Linked DNA regions of Zea mays: region 2 is linked to region 1. The links are chromatin contacts, called in public Hi-C maps. All regions are on one chromosome and are shown on one strand. The core of a region is the stretch at or near the end of the contact, and the rest is flanking DNA. Distances in the headings are between cores, read along the strand shown. Region 1 holds the start of LOC100382918. Region 2 holds the start of LOC100272373 (Serine carboxypeptidase-like 46).

The links. Hi-C and Micro-C count contacts between places; a contact is called where the count stands out from the background.
Region 2: a Hi-C map of bundle sheath shows a contact between it and region 1, with 2.8 times the contacts expected there. The contact joins the promoter of LOC100272373 here to the promoter of LOC100382918 in region 1. A contact is called at or near these places in 8 of 25 Hi-C or Micro-C datasets (bundle sheath, ear, endosperm and 3 more).

What each region holds. Positions count from the first base shown.
Region 1 is chr2:65,943,447-65,946,306 of Zm-B73-REFERENCE-NAM-5.0, reverse strand. LOC100382918 reads left to right here and starts at 1,505. Exons shown (of 2, transcript NM_001175606.1): 1 at 1,505-2,081. The coding sequence starts at 1,662.
Region 2 is chr2:66,214,903-66,217,762 of Zm-B73-REFERENCE-NAM-5.0, reverse strand. It overlaps LOC100272373 (Serine carboxypeptidase-like 46), which reads right to left and starts at 1,345. Exons shown (of 8, transcript NM_001156555.2): 1 at 954-1,345. The coding sequence starts at 1,224.

The sequences.
Region 1 (2,860 bases), core at 256-2,755:
TTAACTTGAGAAACACGTGCCACCACAAGGGTGGAATGGGACGCCCTTGGCTGACTAATTAGGAAAGCTAGTAGAAAACTACCTTACTTGAAAGGGGCAAGGGTAGTAGGGGAGTTGCATGCAAGGAGGTTCTCGGGTTGATTTTGCTGTGATGGCGGTCAGATGGGGGATTCTTGCAAGTGCTCTTCCCATAAACTGTAGCAGGTTTTCGGAAGCTAGTGGAATTTTGTAAAGGCCTCGTAGTGGATCCCTAGACATTCACCTACCTCGGTAGTGTCTAAGGGCCTTGCAAACCCTGGCGACATGGGATACACGACTTGTGGGTACAGGGTACAACCTCTGCAGAGTGTAAAACTGGTATACTAGTCAAGCTCATGGTCATGAGCAGGACTCTCGCATGATTAAATTATGGAACTTAAATTCAATTTTTCATTTGCATTTGCATGGGTTTATTATTAATTTTGTTCTATTATTATTTATTATGGTTTGGTATTTACTTACATTTAGTAACTGCTAATAAAATTTGACCAAATTATTAAAAGCAATGCTCAGCTTTAACCCCTATTGTTGATCAGCCTTACACATCACATGAACTCCCACCTTTGGTGAGTTCATGATCACTGGTTTCCCCATAACTTGTTGAGCTATGATCATGTGTGAGCTCACCCTTGCTGTCTCACACCCCCACAGGAGAAGAACAGGTGGTTCGCGAGGAGCCACACATCGAGGAGTTCGATTCGATCTAGGTGGCGTCTCCCAGTTGACTTTCTGACGCCAAGGATGGATTTTAGATCCTTTTATATGTATATTTTATCTTGTAAGCCTTCCGCTATGTAATAAATACTCTGATTATTGTGACATTTATCTTTATACACTCTGTTATTATATATGTTGTCTTCTTTGACGTATGTATGAGATGCACTCGACTTTGTTCCTTAAATCCGGGTGTGACAACCCAACGGTCAACGGACGGACGCTTCACGTTTGCTAACTTGCTTTCCTGAGTCCTGACTTCCTGTTGTATGTTGCGGACTTCAGTGTTGGGCTTGGGCCTGTTGGCTGCCTACATGGGCACTTGGCCACTTTCCTTGCCTCATTGCCTGTTAGTTAGTGGACGTCAGGACGTGAGTCACGTGATGGGCCATGGTATGTTTGAGCTGGCTCATTAAGAAAACAAGCTCAGATGTTAGCTCAGCTCGTGAAAAAGTTCAAACGATCCGAGCTAAGCTAAGCCGATCTCGAGTCTCGAGTCAAGCGAGTCAACAAACCACGAGTATTTCTTTCAGCTCTAGTGAAACGGGAAGAACATCAAAACTGGTGACTTATATAGGATGGAGAGAGAGATTAGTGATGCATGTAGCAAAAAGAAGCAAGAAATCTTTTTTTCTCTTCTAGCTGCGAACGGGCCGGACTGCGTGCGCGGGTCAGACAGCCCAGCCCATTCTTCCAGCACCGACTCCAAGTAAACCCGATCATTCACGGCTCACTCCCCAATCCGTGAAATCACCATCGCAGCCGCCGTCTTCTCCTATCGCCCTCTCCTTGTCGGTTCGCCCGCACCGTTTCCCAAACCCTCCGGACTCGAACCCAACCCACGCACCCACATCGGGAGACGAGCCAGGCCGAGCTCTGGAAGAGTCTCCGGAAGGCCCGCACCGTCGATGGCGGCCGAGGGCAGCGGCGTCCAAGAGACGTTCGAGGCGCGGGTGAAGCGCCTGTTCGGGTCCCGCCTCTTCGACGCCGTCCCGGACTCCTCCTTCCCGACGGCCTCCTGGTCCGTGGCCGCGGGCGACGTCGAGCGCCACCGTTGGTCGAAGCCGTCGGAGGCCCGCGACGCGGAGGAGGAGGCAGCGGGGGAGGCCGGCCGCGGGGACACGCCCTGCGTCTCCGCGTTCTACGACGCCAACGGGTGCCTTCGTGGCCGGAGGCGCAGGTCCAGGCAGGAGGAGTTCGAGGGGAACCTCGACGACCTAGATGAAGACGAGGAGGAGGACAGCGAGAGGGAGAGGAATGCGGCAGAACAGGACGAGGAGGAGGGGGTTAGAGTTAACATCGGCCTCGACCCCACTCTGGATCGGGAGGTGAGTGAAGTTGTCTTCGGTTATTGATTGTTTGGTTTGACCACTTCATCAGCTGCTCTTACGATATCATAATTGATGCTTGACAGTTCGTTGGAATTTAATCATGATATCATAATTGATGCTTGGCAGTTCGTTGGAATTTAATCATGATATCATAGTTGATGCTTGGCAGTTCGTTGGAATTAAGCTGTGAAGTAAGATCAGGATTAAATCAACTATTGATCTTCAGTCTATGTCTTCTTAAATAAACATTTTCACCTAGGATTTGTTGCTTCCTAACTAGGCTTCTGCATGATTTGGATAAAGAATAGGCGGAGATGACCAGAACATTTTGTTAACCATCTTATTATTGGTTTGTGCCATAGTTTCACGTTGTCGCATTTTTGTCATCTGGGATGCATCAAAGGTCTATTTCTTAAATCTGGTGGGACGACGTTATTCCTCATATTAGTACTAACTAACTATGAGGAATGAGACGGTGATGCATCAACTTATTCTATTACACAAACCAAACAAAAAAAATGAGGAGCGACAAAATAATGGACCAACTCATTACTCAAACCAAACACCCTATAAGAGTATGGACAAATGTATTAGATTTAATGGTTCACTAGGCCCTCTATGGCAGTTTTTTAATGAGTGGGAGCATGTCCCGTTTCCTTTTGATTATTGATGAGTTTTTGTTTTTGTAGTAGTTAATGATAATTGTAATTGGCTAACGAGATATCTTTATTTGGATGTGATATATGCTTGACCTGGAAACAGCTTAAGTAACTTGT
Region 2 (2,860 bases), core at 96-2,595, 270 kb before region 1:
GTCCAACTGGAATAGTTTCTTAAAATTTTAAATCACGAGCCCACTTTTAGCTCTCTATTTATGTCTGTTACTATGGGAAAAAAAATTTAGACCTTTTTATAATGTTTGTTTTGGGAGTAGGGACTGAACAAGACAAAATACTTGGTCACAGGTGCACTTGCACTGAAACCTGAGCTCTCCCCCCTTCTCCTGGGAGAATCCATGAAATAGCACTTGTTTGAGACGGCGTTCACGAAATAGCATCCGATTTCAAGTAATTCATAGAATAGCACTTGTTTTACCAAATTAATTCAGAAAACAACACTCTATCTATATTTTGCATTCTTTTATTGCTTACCTCACATACAAATGGACCAAATTACCCCTATTTATCACAAACTTCTTTTTTTATCTCTTATGTCCATAAGAACAACATAAATAAATAAAATATATAACCTCTATTTTTATAGTGTTAAACATACAAATAGACACATATGTTTTATGAACGAAGAAGTCTATATTTAACTATTAAATTTAGAACCAGGTATCTTCGGTCGTCGAACTTTTAAAATTAGACATATTTGGTCCATTAAACACTATAAAAATAGAAGTTATATATTTTATTTATTTATGTTGTTCTTATGGACATAAGAGATAAAAAAGAAGTTTGTGATAAATAGGGGTAATTTGGTCCATTTGTATGTGAGGTAAGCAATAAAAGAATGCAAAATATAGATAGAGTGTTGTTTTCTGAATTAATTTGGTAAAACAAGTGCTATTCTATGAATTTCTTGAAATCGGATGCTATTTCGTGAACGTCGTCTCAAACAAGTGCTATTTCATGGATTCTCCCCCCTTCTCCTTCATCCCCATCCACAGCACAGCCACACAGGCAGCAGGCAATAATGCTGCAGCAGCATGCACAGCGCAGTGACAAAAGGTATGCTGTGCCGACAATCAAGGTGGAAGTTTACCTCCATTGAGCCAGAGCACGAGCGGCTTGGCCGCCGGATCCGCCTCCGCCTCGGCGAAGTAGTAGAAGAGGGAGCGCTTCCCCGCGGCGTCCACCGGGATGTAACCGGAGTACTGTGCGAAGCCCACCGGCGGCTGCCCCGGCAGGGCGCTTATCTTGTCCTCCTCCGCCGCCGCCTGCGCCGAGACGCTCCAGGCGTCGCCGAGGAGCAGCACAGCTGCGCACGCCACCGCTGCAGCAATGGTGGCGGCGTCCCTGCTGCGCCCCTGCATGTTGGTTCGGCTGTGGGAGATAGTGGAGAGAGAGAGAGGAGGAGGAGGAGGAGGCCAGGGGAGGGGAGTGAGTCAGTGAGCGAGTGAGCGCTGCAGGGTGCAGCTGCAGGCACAGGGCGGTGAGAGTGAAACCGATACAGTACATGGCAATAAATAGGTCTGATATGTGTAGGTGGTGAAGTGGGTGGACATGCTTGCTTAAGTTATCTTCGTTCAGAGTTTAATACGAGTAATTATAGCTAACAGTGGAATCTATGATATTGTCATTTCGTATATAGCTAACTAAAAATATATACTGATATAATAACCCTTTAATGTTATAATATTTATATTCAATAATGTGTCTACCATTTTTTCTATCGTAAATTGTCTTGAGTCCGTAAACAATCCGCTTTCAACTAGCTACCCGTGAACAACCCGATTTTCTTCTCTCTATGTTTCTCTTCCTTCCGCGTCACATAAATCTGACATAACATCTTTTACAGTCCACCTACGACACCTTATTATATTTGTTTTTAGTGGCAACATGGTGTGTAGTTTAGTGTTCGTTGTGCACTAATCTGTTTCATAGATTCCGGCAGGCTTGCTGTGTTTTTTTACCTCTTGCTCATTGCCTCATTGCAGTAAACAGCGACCTGATCTTGGCATACCATGGTGGGTGCACGCCAGGGGCAATGTTTCAGGTTTCCATGCACTTGTCACTGCATTTCCGTAGACGTCAAATAAGCTTATTTGAAACAGAGGAAGCAGAGAAAACACTCCTACAAGATCTTTTTTAAAAAAAAGAGAGAAAAAAATTTGGGGGCGAAGCTTGTAAACCTTAGGAAACACATATGGAAACACCATTTTAATGCAAAAGGCATTTGACAAGATGTCTAGAAACCGTTAAGCAGGCCATGGTTTATTATATCATAATCTCGATCTATTACCTAACGCTCAGGGCTCTCTCGGTGGCTCCTTTTCTGGCTCTTCGTGAAGCCATACCAAACGGTCTTAAAAAAAACGGCTCCTCACCGAGAGCCATCAAAGAGCCAGAGCCGTTTTTGCTATTAGAAGCCGAAGCACGAGAAAATAAGCTTCTGCCGGCTCCTTCTATCCGGCACACAATAATATTTTACGAAATTACAGCCTCTGCCACCGTCTCCTCGTCAGAAGCTGTTTTATCAAATGAATTGCAAAACGGCTCTGACTCTTCTAGAGAAGCCAAGAAGCCAGAGGAGCCATAGCCGAACCTGTTTTGAGAATAGTAGGAGCCCTGCCAAAGGGGACCTAAGTAGATTTGTTTTTACCAACTTCAGTCATGTACACAAGTGTACTGCATGAGTATGATATGTGCCACGACTTTGATACTTGATAGCATGGCCTCAAAAACAATATTGCGTGTCACGCTAAAAGTTAGATCTCGGCTTACCAGATCGTGTTGGACCGACGTACCAGACATGGTGTAAAGAAGAGGTGGGCACGAAGGTCCATACTACATACTGAACATATCTTTTCGTGTCTTTTTTTTTTGCAAACTGTTTTTTAAAAGAACTTTATATTTTACTAAGGCCGTTGGCAAAACTATCTTTGCGAAAGGGAATTCACGCTAGGACCGCAAAAATAAAAAACAGGGAGTACCTGTACATGTATTACC